Linked DNA regions of Mus musculus: region 2 is linked to region 1. The links are chromatin contacts, called in public Hi-C maps. All regions are on one chromosome and are shown on one strand. The core of a region is the stretch at or near the end of the contact, and the rest is flanking DNA. Distances in the headings are between cores, read along the strand shown. Region 1 has its middle 11 kb from the start of Gm34964. Region 2 has its middle 42 kb from the start of Gm46023.

The links. A called contact is a pair of places that touch in the nucleus more often than the background predicts.
Region 2: a contact with region 1 is called in a Hi-C map of LSK cells, with 2.4 times the contacts expected there. The contact joins two enhancer-like sites. A contact is called at or near these places in 4 of 484 Hi-C or Micro-C datasets (LSK cells and embryonic stem cells).

The regions. Positions count from the first base shown.
Region 1 is chr7:144,773,763-144,781,556 of GRCm38.p6, forward strand. No RefSeq gene overlaps it. Among named protein-coding and RNA genes, the nearest start is that of Gm34964, 11 kb to the right of the region's middle. Within about 2 kb of position 4,214, at least 26 of the 459 cell types and tissues checked have an H3K27ac peak or open chromatin away from gene starts, as enhancers often do. A contact at or near this core is called in LSK cells, where this site is marked.
Region 2 is chr7:145,107,091-145,114,884 of GRCm38.p6, forward strand. No RefSeq gene overlaps it. Among named protein-coding and RNA genes, the nearest start is that of Gm46023, 42 kb to the left of the region's middle. Within about 2 kb of position 3,776, at least 288 of the 459 cell types and tissues checked have an H3K27ac peak or open chromatin away from gene starts, as enhancers often do. A contact at or near this core is called in LSK cells, where this site is marked.

The DNA of each region.
Region 1 (7,794 bases), core at 2,964-5,463:
GGCTTTTCCAGTGTCCATAGTTCTAGGAACCAACTCAAGGACACTATTCCCCAAGGGACTCTGGGCTAAGTTGTCCCTTCCTCTTCCTAGTGTTTGGTCAGGTGCAGCCCTGCCTAGAGGCTCTGGAGTCAGAGCCAGCCCAGCCCTGTCACACTGAGGAACTGGGCCCTGCCTGCCCCAAAGGTCCCTGAACCACTCGAAGGAAGACAGCAATGTCAGAAGATTAGAAGGACACTTTGCAGGACCGTCCACCAGACACATGGCTTGAGTGTCTCACCAAGGCTCCGTGTGGAAACCTCAGCCCCATACCGTGTTAATAGAGGGCTGGCTGGGAACTCTAGACACTAGTAAGTGCTGAGAGCTTTGTGGGGTGTCTGGCCCTCCCTCCAGGTGATGCTGAGCCCCCACAGGACCCTGAAGACTATGTGATTGTCAAGTGGCCCTCACACAGGTGACCTGGCCCTCAGGATGAAGAGAGTTTTGTTCTTTATGAACACCAGACTCAGGTAGTCTGCTGAACTGACAGGAAGCACTGAAGAGACTTTTACCAAGAGCTGGCTTTCCACAAGAGAGGTCATCTGAGTCCCCCTCTGGTACCACTTCCTGTTACACTTGCTTCTCTGTGTTCCCAGCACACCAGAAGTCTCTATCCCCAGGGTTTTGTCTACACTGTCCTCTTCTCCATCCCAGAACTCCCTGGTGGCAGCCCTGTTGGGACTCCCTGGATGTCCCCCACCCACTTGTGGTGGGGACAGTGCTGGCCCTCTGCCTGATGCTGTTTCCCTTAGTGTGTCAGCCTTCCTCCTGGGCTGCAGGATCAGTGAGAGCTGTGGGAACCCTGGCTCCGGCCCCTCAGCCAAGTGACTCGGGGACATAAACCACAAGCAGGACAGGTCTGTCCCAACCCTCAGTCTAGATGAATACTGGGGAACTGCATTCATCACCGTAGAATTGAATCCCTCCCAGACCTGGAGGCCAAAGGGCACCAGTCTCCCAGAAATGGGTGCCTGAGGCCACAGTTCTAGTGGCCCTGGGCATAGAGGTTTCCAGAGAGGGACTTCATTCCTGACCCTGTCCTTGAAACAAAGGTTCTGTCTAATGTCCGTTGGCTGCAGGATCCACACGGCCCCAAATGCAACATTGGACTCTGCAGCCACCTAGAGCCGTGCCTCCCTTCAAGACTCTTCTGGATCTAGGGCCATTTCCACTCCCAGACTGAGCTTGCCTCTTCTTTTTCTCTCTGGACACTGGGCTTTATTCCTTGAAGGACAAATAGGTCATTTGATATTTGACAGACAGTGACAACCAGAGACCCTGAAAAGCCAAGGTACTATGAGGACCGAAGTGCCGGGTCTTCCTTATCCAGAGAGTTAGGATGAGCGGGGGACTACAGCAAGTCCCTCTCTGCATGTCTTAGGGTATGCAGGCCACCATTACTGGCATCCTGCCTCCAAAACACTGTTTATACTGACAATGGTGGCCTTCAAATGCCCCCCACACACACACACCTTCCCTCAACCAAGATTTAGAAGGGCCACGCCTCTGAGCTTCTACTGACCTCACAGAACCTGTTGCTTCAAGGAGGGGCAGGTTTGAGCATAGGTGCTGGGAGGGGCAAGCTCAAACCCTGTAGCCAGGGCAGCCATAGGCCCCCAGAGCTGCAACTCTGAGGCACAGGGTGAGGAAAGGAGAGTGTGAGCCCTGCCTTCCTGGGGAATGTGAGTCCGTAAGAGCAACTGAAGAAAATCTGTGGGAGCTGGCTGCCAAGATGGACTCCAGGAGGGCAGACCCAGAGAGGGAGGAGTTATCCAGGAAGAAGCAGCTGAGTCCGAAGGGAGGACTCACTGCAGGGGAGGACACAGGCGAAGAGGACTCACCCTGAGACGGACTCACTCTAGGAGAGAGGGTCCTGTGCAGGAGGAAGTACTCATTCTAGGGGAGAACCTGGGGGAAGGACTCACCCTGAGAAGGATTCACTCCAGGAGAGAGAGTCCTGTGTTAAGAGGGAGGCTTCATCCGGGGGAGGAAGATCATGGTGAAGAAGATAGATACAACCAGGAAGGGGAACCAACCTGCTGACCTTCACCTCAGCAGGGAGGGGATGCTGCCCGGGCAGCCTGGTGATGACACTGAGGGCCTGTCCAAGAGTCCTGGAGGAGTGTGTGCACAAGGAGCTATACTGCAAACCTGTGAGCCAGCATGAGTGTACATTGGGAGAAGGTGTGTGCTCACGCCAGAGCATGTAGAAAGGCAGGCTAGGAGGCCAGTCAGACACCCAGGGGGCCTGAACGCCACAGCACAGAGCCTCTGATATCTTTGCTGTGGTTTGAGCAGACACAGTCCCTGTGGCCAGGATGTTGTGGGGTCCCTTCTGGAGTTTTTGAGAACTAGGGAAGGGGCTGAGAACTGCCTGGCGGGCTCTGGGGAGTTGGCCTCTGGACTCTAGGCGGTGAGAAGACAGCTAGGTCCCCAGGGAAGCCAATGTGAGGGCCTGTGCTGCCCCCTGGTGGTGAAGCATGCCTATTCCATGCAGCTGCCCGTCAGGGACTGTTGGGTAAGTATTAAAGGGTATTAAAGGTGAGGCCTTCCTAGTGGGGTTTTGTGACCTGGGACAATAGTACAGGTCATCCCCCACTGAGGCAGGGCCTCTGCCTGGTCACAGTTTGTCCTGGTCACTTGCTAGATTTTAATCCATCCCTCCACTATGTCCTACAATTCTCCTCTTTACAGTTTAAAAGAAACTGTGACCCATGCAGGGCTGTCCCTAACATCCAGCATCCAAGAGCCACCCCATTCTTAAGCCACTTCTTGCAGTGCTTTATGCCCTGGGGGACCAGGAACCTCCTCTGGGGGTGAGGGGAAATGTGGAGGAGCCTGGGAAGGAACAGGGGCCACCAACTCCATTCAGCCTTCCTCTCCACAGAGAACATTATGCCTCTGGTACCACCAGAAGCCAAAATATATGATCTGCTTTGAAACACTGTGTGGAAGTAAGGCAAGAGCTGAGGACGAGGAAGTGTGGGCTCCCAGAAGAAGACAGCTCAGTGTAGGTAGGGTGGAACCTGGCTGGTGAACACTGGTCTTTTTAAAGACCAAAGAAAGACAGAAAGTGATGTAAGAGGAAGGCATGTCTAAGAGACAGTGCCAGCAAGGGTCATCGGAAGGCACCTCTGACTTTTAAGCTTGGACCAGCTGAAAAAAAATTCTAGGGCAAGTGTGGAAGCTCACATCAGAGGCAGGGAATCTCTGTGTGTTTAAGACTAGCCCTGTCTACAAAAGTGGATTATAGGTTCAGTTAGACTTTGTCTTATTTTTAAAAAAAGAAGAAGAAGAAGGAGAAGAAGAAGAAGAAGAAGGAGAAGGAGAAGGAGAAGGAGAAGGAGAAGGAGAAGGAGAAGGAGAAGGAGAAGGAGAAGGAGAAGGAGAAGGAGAAGAAGAAGAAGAAGAAGAAGAAGAAGAAGAAGAAGAAGAAGAAGAAGAAGAAGAAGAAGAAGAAGAAGAAGAAAAGGAGAAAGAGAGGAGAGAGAGAGAGAGGCATTTCAAGCAAATAGGCGCCCTGGGGAAGAAAAGAACCTGGCATATATTTATAAGGCATTTTTCTAAGAGCCCCCAGTGGAGTTGAGGATGTAGCATAGTTGTAGAATGTTCGCCTAGCATTCACAAAGTCCTGGGTTCAATTCTCAGCATTACACAAAGCAGGGATGGTGACATGGGCCGGTCATCCCATCACTTGGGAGGTAGAGGCAGGAGGGTCAGCTTGAGCTGCGTGCGTAGCAAGTTTAAGGCCATCCTGGACTTATGAGACCCAGAGCATGCAGAGGCCCAGGAGCGAGTGGGCTGGAGCAAGAGGGAGAAGGGAAGGGGGTGGGGGTGGGGGAAAGATCCAGATTCAGAGAAAGAGAAAAATGATGGGGAGGGTATGTGCTAGGGTAGAACCATAGATAGGTGACCCAGGGGGTTGAATGGAGGGAGATGGAGAATGGAGAGGATCTGACCTTGGGGCTGAGAGTCTCTGGAGTGCCACTGAGCATGACTGGATCTGGGTGGGGTGAGGTTCATGAATCATTTTTATTTGACTTTGCTGAAGTCCACCTCCCACTGAAATTCTCAAAAGAAACCACCATTTGCTCCTGAGGTCTGACACTTGACAGCCCCTGGCTGAGCTCATTCTGCTGGAACCAGTTTCTAAGATACTGGTATTTCAGCCAGCAAAACGGTTACTCTGGTAAAAGTGCTTGTGGCCAAGACTAACGTCCTGAATTCAGTCCCCGAACCCACAAGGTGGAGAAAGAGAAGTATTTCCTGCCAGCTGTCCTCTGGCTTCCACACTCACACGCCACTCACTCTCATACACACCACACACTCACACACACACACACACACACACACACACTCACACACACATCACACACTCTCACATGTACTCATTCAAACACACTCATACAGACTCACATGCTCACACACCCCACACATACTCATTCACATATGCATACTTACATTCACACTCTTACTCACATGCACACTTGCTCCCACAGACTCATGCTCTCTCTCTTTCTCTCTCTCTCTCTTACACACACACACACATTTTTTTAATGAGGCTGGAGAGATGGCTCAGCAGCTAACAACTCACACTGCTCCTGCAGAGGACCTGAATCTGGTTCCCAGTACCCACATAAAGCAGTTCGCCAACTGCCTTTAAGTTTAACAACTCAGGGCCTAATGACTTTGTCTGGCCTCCTCAGGCACCTACAAGCTGTGCATACATACACATAAAATAAAATAAATATTTTAAGTAAAAACAAACAAACAAAATATACTGCTATTTTTAAAGTGGTTTAGCACCATGTTAAAATGCAGTTTTGCTGTGCCTCTGGTACTTGAGCTCAGCCCTCACGTCTCTGCCCATCCCCAGCCAGCCATGCTCCCTAGTATAGCAGAGATGGGGCTAACTGCTTCACACACCCTGGCTGTTCCTGCCCTGCACTGGCCCTGGCGTCTCGATGGCTCCTTCCCTCTCTTCACACCACTAAACCTTCTGTCAGGGCTAGGCCAGGTTTGGGGAGGCACCATGGGCTGAGCTCAGGTTGTGGAAGACTTGAGAACTGAGGCCACATCAATGTCCCCAGGAAAAAGCCAGCTTCCCCGGGCCAGGAATGACATTGGGAAGTTCTCATGACTACCCTTACAGGGATGTGGCTTCTTATAGATGAGGAAACTGACGCACAGAAAGATGAATCAGTGCAGCCCTACCCCTGGGTGGTACCCTCCAACCTGAGGAGGATCGTGACCCACAGCCCTTTCCTCGAGGGGCAAGGCACCTCGGGTCACACACAGGCATTATCTACCCCTGATCTTTCTTACTCTCTTTTTGCTCATGTGTATGTGTTTGTTGTGTACATGAGTGTTCTTGTGTGTATATGCACATACATGTGTGTGCTCATGTACGTGAAGACCAGAGGTTGATACGGGCTTCTCCTTCAACAACTACCTTGTTACCAAGGCAAGGTATCTCTCTGTGAGCCTGGAGCTCAAAAATTTGCCTACTCTAGCTGGCCAGCTTGCTCCAGGATGCCCTGCTTCAGCCTCCCAGCTACTGGGATACAGATAGACCATCAAGTGTGCTTGGCTTTTCATGAGAATACAAAGGACACTGCCCTGGTCCTCACACTCACACAGCAAGTGCGTTGTTCCCTTAGCCACGTCTCCAGCACCTCTGTCTCTCTCTGTCTTTCAGCTGTCCTTTCTTTCTTTTCTTTTCTTTTTTTTGTTTGTTTGCTTGTTTGTTTTTGTTTTTCAAGACAGGGTTTCTCTGTGTAGCCCTGGCTGTCCTGGAACTCACTTTGTAGACCAGGCTGGCCTCGAACTCAGAAATCTACCTGCCTCTGCCTCCCAAGTGCTGGGATTAAAGGCGTGTGCTACCACCGCCCGCTATGTCCTTTCTTTTAATTTGTCTCAGTTGTTAGTTGTTTTGAGACATGCCTGACTCTATACCTCTGTGAGCTAGAACTCACTATGAAAGCCCAAGCTACCCTAAACTGGTGGCAGTCCTCCTGCCTGAGCTTCCCCGTATCAGGAGCGAGCTGCCTCTAATTCCACACTGTTCTGCAATCCCCACAGTCTGGGTGCAGTGACTTCCTGTGTTTGATTGACAGGTAATTCTTCCTCATTTGAGGGAATGGGAACTATGTTACCTCTGATTTCTCTGTCCCCAGCACCCAACACAAACCTGGCCTGTGTCCTCTGCTCAGCTGGTTTTCCCATGCTGAGGCAAATGAAGGGACATACAGGGGACACTCACACCCTGCTGTGTGATAGGACCTCTCAGCATTTCTGAAGAAGAAGGCTTTTACGACAGCAAACAATGTCTTAGTTATGGCTACCAACCACCTTTTTACTCTACCACCAGCTCTCCCATCTTCTTTCCCTTTTGCCTTGGCTACCAGGAAGCTCCCATCCTGTGTATAACCAAGGGCTGAGTTATCACCCCTGGCAGAGGAGCTATCGCTCCTCCCAGGTGGCTCTGCTCTCCTTCCTGACTTCCTTACCTGCTTTGGCTCTGCCACCTCTGGGGCAACTCCACGGGAAGGGAGGGGAAGGGAAGCCACACCCCCTCTCGTGATTGCCCACCTGGGCCTCCCCGTACCTCCAGGAGCCAGCTCCAGCCTCTGTCAAGGCCACGCAGATAAGATCAGAACAGATAAGGGCCCCATTGACCCCAGAGAAGGCAACAGGGCCTCGGGCTTTCCCCGCACTCTCCTGGCACCGGGCTTGCTTGGGAATAAAAATACCAGGTGTGGGTGGGTGTGAAACTCTGGAGAGACTTCCCAGCCTGGCACCACCTGGCCAGGACACCTCTCAGAGTTAAGGAGTGACAGGAAATTCCAGCCAGTCCCCACCCAGTGGGAGAGGTGGCCTTGGAAGCCCAAGCACGCTGGGTCCATCTATCTGCCCTTCTTTTTCAACATCTGCCAAGCCTCACTTTTTCTGTCTGTAAAGTGGGATGACCATATGCCCTGCAGCCCAGGCTCCTTGAGAGCCCACAGGAGGTGCTGTGAATGATGTGGTGTCTCTTTCTCTCTCTCACTCTCTCGCTCCCCCCAAACAACCCTGAACACTGTTCACACTGTGCCTTTCTCAACTGGTGACACTCAGTCCCTAGTGGGGGACTTCTGGGTCCAGGCTATCCAGCTTCTAGAAGAGACCATGCCAAGCTGATGGTGACAGTGAGGCGGCTTTTCTGCCAGGGAGCCCTTTGCTGGAGGGCAGTGACTTCTTACCTCCTCTGTCCCCACATAACCCCTGAGGCTTTGAAGGGCTTATTTCTCCTCAGTTCTGTTTTCTGCCTTCTGCCCTCAGGTCTTAACAGGAGGAGGAAAGCCCAAGCCTGAGTGGGCTCCCTCCTGCACCTGTCGCACGAGCCAATATTCCCACTCATACGGGAGCCCAGCTGCACTGTCCCCCAGCAATGCCCTCTACAGGTGTGGTGGTCCAGGCTCCGATGCAGAGAGGGGTACAGTTCAGATCCTGCCACCCAGCAGCTAACCCTATGGTTTTCCCTGCCCATGAATAATGCTACCCATGTCTTGTGGACCATAGGAATGGTCACAGTAACCATCCTCTACATGCAGGGAACAGATCATGGAAGCCCTGGTGTGGCCCCAGGCCTCCAGGCCTCCACTCTGTCCCTGTGTGTGGATCCAGGCCTGAGCCAAGAGAGCTGTGCACTTGCAGTTTCCAAGGATGACCTCCAGTGGGCAGTACAGACTCCCTTTCTCCCATACAGGGCTCCTTCCC
Region 2 (7,794 bases), core at 2,526-5,025, 330 kb after region 1:
TAGGCTCCTCTGGCAGAGGACACAAGCTATGCACAACAAAACTCTGTCCTTAAGGTCCCTGGCTTCTCTTCCAGATTCATCTCACACAGCCAACATCCATGTTGGCGATGGCTCAAGTGCTAACTCTACTCTCTGCCACCATGTCATCCATCCCATCACCCATCTACTCACCCACACGTCCATCTATCCTTCTATCCATCCATCTGCCAGCCATCACCTACCAACCTACCTGTCCAGCCATCTGCCCATTGATCTATGCAGGGATCCAATACCCATCCATCCACTCACACATTTTCCATCTGCCGACTCATTCATATATCCACCTATTCATCCATCTCCCTATCCACCCACTTATTTATCTATCCATCCACCCATCCACTCATCGCTCCATATGACTAGCCATCTTCCATCTACCATTACCCATTAACCCACCCATCCATGTACCTATTCAGTCATCCATTCTTCCATCTATCCATCCAGCCTTCATCTAATCTCTTAGATGTTCCCTCATTCATTAACTTATTTACCCTTCCACATGTCCATTGGTCATCTATTTGTCTGTCCATCATTTTAGTAACTTAACAAGCCCAGGGACTTCTTTGCCTCTGGAGTCAACCATACTCTCCTGCCTCCTCTCCAGTCATCAGGCTGGCCCTGTTCCTTCCAGCCAACTGAGTGACTCAGACAAGAACAGCCTGTGACATTCCAGAGCTCATAGTCTCCAGGGCAGACAGAAGCTGCACCCAGAAGAGCTGAACCTATCCTTTCCCTCCCTGTCACCATTGTGACATTCTTGTCCTGCTGGTCTCTATCCTCATCTGTAGCAGAGGCAGGGGAGGCCCAATGACCACCATCATCCCACAGCTGGCTCAGGGAGAGCTGCTAACTGTGAAGGGGCCTGCCAGGTGGTAGGACAATGTACAGTGTTACTTCTGCACTGGACTCTTCCAGGGCTCTGGAACATTCTGTGGTTCTCCGCTTCAGGGGCTAAGGAATTCTTGCTTGGTCCTATGCTTTGAGATCCCATGATAAGGGGACAAGTCCAGAGGTGCAGCAGCTCGGCAATAATTGATGGCATTCTTCCTCTTACGTCTTTATAATTCTGGTGACATTCCATCTTGGTTGCAAATCAAAGGACCAGGCTTCCTGGGGTTGGCTGAGTCCCTACGAAGCTATGGCTGGTCTGGGAGGAAGTTGGGAGGTCACTAGGTATTAAGCCACCCTCCAGGCACCTGATGCCTGAACAAGACTTGCTTCCAGAGCCTCAGTTTCCCCAACTGCAGAGGCAGGAAGATTGCCCACTCACAGGGATAGAATGAGGTAGAAATGAAGCTCTCTATTGAAAATAACAGTGCAGAATTCATGACAGTAGTATCAGAAAAGAACAAAGTCTGTGGTGCCCATGAAACTGTCCCCATGTACCCACTGTGGTGGTGCCAAAGACAAGAGTCTCCATGATGACCCGTACCTTCTTCCGCATCCGTGGGAGTGGGGGTGGGGGTGGGGACAGTGCATGTGCATGCCTGCTGCATGACTGCAATGGCCACAGAGGCCAGAAGAGGGTTGCAGATCCCCTGGGGCTGGAATTATGGGAGACTGTAAACTGCCTTATGGTGGGAGATGGGATCCAAACTTGGTTCTCCGGGAACAGCACCAGTGCTCTTAATTGCTGAACCATCTCCCCAGCCTGTATTTTTCATTCTTAATTGCTATTCCCATCATTCTGTAGAATAAAAATGGCTCCCAGAAGCCCAAAGACCATGGTAGCCAGTAAAAACCTGCAAACACTGTTGGGAATGAAAGGGGCCAAGCCCAGGCCCAGCCAGAGAAGACCCCTGATGGCTCCTGTTCCTCTGAACTCCAGAGTCTGGGACAGAGAAAGATCTAGATCCAGGGTGTTTCTGAGATGCCCCTGAGGAGTCCAGGGCCACTTCTTCCCAGGGAAGGGCCAGGTGTGGGTTCAGTTGCAAATCCAGGGCTAAGACCATGCACTCCACCCCCCGTACACATACACGTCTACTCTGCATCTCTCAGATTAGCTAACGTACACTGTATTCTATTTCCTTCTAGCAGTATTTGTAAGAAAACCCCAGAGCCCTGCCAGCCTTGGCTAACCCTCCTGATAGGGGCAATCCAGGATGGCCCCAGGTCATGTGATCTCCTTTTCTCTGGCCCAGAGTCTGGAGGGGTAGGAGGACAAATGGAAGAACAAATGGAGGGGAACTTCAGTCCAGTTTCTCCTCCCAGGAGTGGCCTCTCTGCTGTCTCAGGGGCCCTGGGTGTCACTACCATAATGAGTGTTAACTCATCACAGCTTCATGCTGATTCTTGGACCACCATGACTGTGTTAAGGCTCCACCCCAGAGCTTCTGATTCTAGCATCTGGGCCATTCATCAAAGGACAGGAAAACAGAAAAGCCATCTCAATCAGGAGAGGCCTAAGCTGGTGGTAAGGAAAGCCCCATGGAGGTATGAGCATGTGAGGGGAGTTGCCGGAGGTGGGGAGGGGGTGTGTGGTGTGATGTGAGGAGATGACGGCCAAGGAAGAAGGGGGCAGGGGAGGCCAGGTAGAAGGTACTGGCACATGTAAAGGCTCAAATGCATGTGAAAGCCAGGAGTACTGAAGCCCTGAGGCCATCTAGGAGATGGGACGAGGGACTGTTGGGAGCTAGTAGGGAGAGGTGGGCTAGAGCTGGACCGGTGCAGGAGGAGCCAGGGCTCAGATGAGCATAGGTGCCTGGCTTTGGCCTGTAGTAAGTAGATGGTGGTGCAGACTTCCCTTGTTTCAGGACTGGCTTCCAGGGGCTCCCTGGACTAGGAATCAGGCGTTCCTGTCTGCCAGGGGATCAGCAGAAAGATAGACCACCCTTCCAAGGCCCTGGGGTCTTGGGGCTCTGGGGCCATCCTGGATTGCCCCTATCAGGAGGGTTAGCCAAGGCTGGCAGGGCTCTGGGGTTTTCTTACAAATACTGCTAGAAGGAAATAGAGCAGGAGGATGGCCATTCCAACTCAGTCTCCCGGCTCTGTGTGGGAGCCACAGCAGCCCCAAGCCCAGCCCTGAGACAACATGTGAGGCAGAGGTGGAAGGAAGAGACTGAAATTGCCTCTGGCCTACTAGAAGCACAAGATTGGGTCCCTTTTGCCCCAGGATCCTTCCATCACTCCTGATTGTTTCAAGCTTCCAGCTACTAGGAACAGGGCTGGGGCCTACGGAACCTCAGCAGGACATGGGACCAGTATGTGTATATGGATGTGTGTGTATGGATGGGCATCTGTGCATTTTAGGGGGAGGTGTGTTTCTCTGTCTGTCTATCTCTGTCGGATGTACATGCATGCACATCAGTGTGTGAAGTCAGAGGTCACTGTCAGGTGTCTTTTCTTTTGTGTGACACCTTATTTTTCCAGACAGGATCTTTCACTGACTTGGCTGACAGACTGTTAGTCAGCATGCTCCAGGGACCCTTCTGCCTTCACCCCTCTACCCTTGGCCCCCAGCTCACTGAATGGCTAGACCAGTTGCCCAGCAAGCTCCAGGGTCTGCCTATCTCTATCCCTCAAGGCCTGCCACTACCCACTGCTGGGAGTCTGAACAAAAGCCCTCACCTTGCAAGGCCAGCACTTAGCCCACTGAGAGCCTTCTCCCCAGCCCCTGTGGCCTTGGGGATTTTTGTGAATGAAACTTAAGCTGAGCTTCCTGCCGCTGGCCACGCCCTGCTGCTCTGCCTTGACCACTGTATAACCTCAGGGGAAAGACGGCAGAGGGAACTTCAAAACGAAAGTGTGAGTCACAGACAAGGGGGAAAAAAGGAAAAGGACATTCTTTAGTTTCCAGAGCCAGGGCTCCAGCAGTGGCTTGCAAATATGACCTGTTCATTGCATTGCTCCTGTGATCCCCTCCAGCCCCATGTGCACAGGGAAGAGCTGCCTACTCCCCATCTCTGTCTGGGACACTTGGCAGGGTGGCTAGGCGTCCTTGCGGCCAAGCACCGATAGGTAAGCAGTTAGTAAATAACTGCAATAAACCAGGTAAGAGCTGTGGCCTGGCCAGTAGGATCCCCCCCACCCGCATTGTGGGAGGCAACAGAAGCAGGGTCTTGGGTTGCTGTTGGCTTGGGTTGCAGGGCCAGCCAGGCTTTTCAGGCAGAACGCAACGCTGAACCTCCTAGGAGGAGACAGGACTTCGAGTGGAGCAGAGGGCAGGCAGCAGAAGAGTTGCAGATGGCTAAAAGAAAGTTCAGCAAGCCCACAACAAGGACTTGGATCAGGCAGGACACACATTGGGGAGGCCCATCAAGCCCGAGCCTGCCTTGTGAGCCCCCGGATTGTCAGGGCAGAGAGGAAAACTGCTGCGTGCTTTATAGACTTTGGGGAAGTCACAGGCTCCACTTGCTTGGGGGAGGCAGGAAACCCCCTCCACCCAGGCGTCTGCCAGAGCACCCGCAGGCTTCCTCTTGTCTCTGTCCCCCTCCCCAGCACCTCTTCCCCTGAACAGCTTCCCTCTCCTGGCCCTGCTGTCCCTTTAAAGGAACTTGAATCAGAGTTGAGAATGATGGTGACTCAGGGTGGAAGGGGTGGTCACTTGCACTGGCCAGTGGCCAGGACTGCAGCGCGAAAGGAAGCCGAGCAACCGCAGCTGCCTGTGTGTGCGCCCCTGAGAGGGGCAGAAACCACAGAACCCCGTTTGAGACTCCACCACGTTGGAACTTGTGTGATGAAGTTACCCCTCACAATGGGGGCATTCAGGGTCCACCCGCGCCTGCAGGGCTGGGGCCTGTTCCTCAGGCCAGCTGATGGTGATGTCATCTTCCGTTAGGAGGTTCTCCCCCCCCCCAACTCTGTTGACTAGGGACTTAAAAAAATGCACCAGGAAACTCAAGTGCAAGCCAGGACGGAAGCCTTGGTTTTATTTATAGTTGATAACTTGTGTCCGGCTTGCTCCACGGGATGCAGAGCCTGAGGATAAAGAGCCCACAGGGGCAGATGACAGAAGGATTCGTGTCCTGGGCTACTGTGCTGTCTAATAACAAGTATGAAACTTCATTCTGAGCTTCCCAGCAGCCAAAGCAAAGAGGGGACAGGGTTTTATAGTGTGATATCATAGAAAACCAGGCTGTGAATAGCTAAGGCCCTAGATTCTATTTTCTCATGGTCAGGACAGCCATGCATCCCTGCATAGCATCCAGCAGTGTCAAAAGCATGTTATAGGCCTGGCTAGGTGATGATGATTCTTCAGAGAGCAGGAGCCATACTTGCCTTCCTGTGCACATGACAGACATTACTAATGGATTGCAGCACTCTTTCCCCTAGCCAGCTTCTGCCTCAGAGCCCCAATTCTGCAGTTCTTCAGGGAACACTACCAAAGGCCAGCACAGAACTAGAGACTGCTGAGCTTGTGACCAGCTGAGAAAGTTCTGGGAGGGCCCAGATCTGGAACATTGCTAGCACCTGGCTCATGCCTATATATAGTAGATGCCAAGGGAAAAACTGTCAGTTAAAGACAGAAAGGGGAAGGAGCCAAGGTTGGTGGAGAACTCAGTATCATCCTGAGGGTGAGGCAAGGCTGTGCATGAGCTACACAGGAAGTTATCAGTGAGGACATGGATCTTGAAAAGAAACCCTGACAGAAGCTAGGAATGCAGTGGCCCAGTCTGGTCTGGCTTCCAGCTGCAAGTGCTAGCACTCCACAGGGCCCATGAATCTCATGAGGCTGGGACTGTGGGGGTCAGAGGTAGTCATAGCTGGGTCATGTGCCCATGACAATGGCTAGTCCTTATCAAGTACTTGCAGGTTCCACAGTCACGGGTGGCATGCAGCCTCTGCCCAGCTCTGACACTTTCTCCACAGCTCTCCATCTTCTCTTCCCCAGGCTCGCCTGAGGTGCACAGAAGCTGCACCCCAGAGCTTCACTCCCAGACCACGTGCAGTCCCCCAGGGCACCTCTCTGCATGGAGCTCAGTCCATCTTCTCCCTCTCCTCCATCTGAGACAGCTGTCACCTGTTGCTGTTACTGTGTGACCGCTGGCTTTCACACTAACTGGTGGCAGTGCTCAAGGGCTTCCCAGACTAGTGGGAGGAACACAGGCACACACCCAACAGTAGCTCTGTCCATAGCACTGACATGGGGATGTGAGGGAAATAAAGACTCTGGGAAGGTGTCTGCCTGGGGCACCCTGCCTTAGGCTCCAGATGGTAACCGATGAAGGCAGAGATAGTTTGAGCTAGGCAAGCCACCCTGACACCGTACCACAGCCAAGAGGCACACAGCTCAGCTGTTGGTGACTGCCTGTACTCTACCTGGTGTGAGCTGGCCGGCTGCAGGTACAGCACCCATGGGGCCAGGCTATAGAGATATAAGGTTAAGAGCAGTCAAGTGTGAAGGAGAGAGACCCTGTTTGGTTATCTGCTCTCTGCAAAGCCCTCACTTTTGTATGGGGTGGGTTGTGGGGCTTCAGGAAGAAGAAACCATGGGTGGGAAGGACTTCCTGGTGGGCGAGCATTCGTGATTTAATGCAGTTCTTGGTAGAAAGGGCTCCTTTCTGCAACCCTTCCTCTGGGGTTAAGCCAGGCAGAAGTCACAGTCAGGTGTATCAGGAGAGCTGGGAGAACTCAGGTCACAGAGGTTCCATTTATGAGCAATAACTCCCAGTGACCTTAGAACCCTAGAGGTGAGGGGCCATTCATCCATTCACTCACTCAGTCAGTCAGTCAGTCATTCACTCACACTGCACCTTCTGGCTTTAAAACAACCTTAGCCAGTGAGGGAACCTACTTTAGGGCTGCCCATACAGCCTGCGGGGCTACAACTGTTCCCATCACAGATGGTGAAGAGCTGCGGCCCTCAGGTCTCATATGGGTGTGCACGGCAATATGGGAGCTGGGTGGCATAGAAGCTGCAGGCAAAGCGGCGGGATGATGAGGGGGTCCTCCACCCCAGCCTCTTGTTCACCTTCTGGACAGCCATGGAGACAGAAATCTCCATGAGTCCCACTGTGGCCTCAATCAGCAATCTGCCATCCCCATTCCAATCTTATCCCGGGCATCCCCAATCCAACGAGGGCTTGGCAAATACTTTTAATGTGCTCTGCCTGTTGCTAAAAGAGGGAACAGGGCAGGGCTCAGGCAGCCCTACACCCCCAGCTGCTCAGAACATTGTGGTGGCCAGATCAACAGACAAAGGTCAGATCCCAAGGAAACCCCAGGGAAGAAAGGAGAGCAGAAAGCATGTGCAAGAGCCCATCAAGAGCTCTGCGGCTGACACTGTCTGCAACCAGAGGTGGCACTGTAGCCCTGAACCAGCCAATGCTCTGCAGGGACTATAGGCCTCACGGGCCTCATTAGGGCCTGGCTTTGCCCCCAGGGCTGGGAACCCTGGATATGGCAGAGACAATGTCTCACTTCCCCCCTCCAGAAATGTCCTCTGTTGCTGGGTTTTTAGGATAGGAGATGAGTTTCCCATGAGCTGGTCATCTGGGCAGAAACAGTGGGAAGGGAGGATAATGAGGCTCAGGGACCAATCCAAAATGGAGGTAGAGAGATGGACATCCAGAACCTACCCAGTGTCTGGCTGCCACAGGAAGGGTGTGACTCCTTACAGGGAACACTGGGAATGCCTGTGGATGGCTGCTTTGGTACCCTTACCCAGAGAGGTAATGTGGCTCCTGTGTCCTCAGGAAGTATTGTTAGGCCTCCCAGACCCTACTAGACTGCTCCCAGAATTCTTCCTACTACAGGACCCCCCTTTCCTTCCTACTTGCCCATCAGCTCCACCTACTGGTTGCTCAGGGAAGGCCCAAG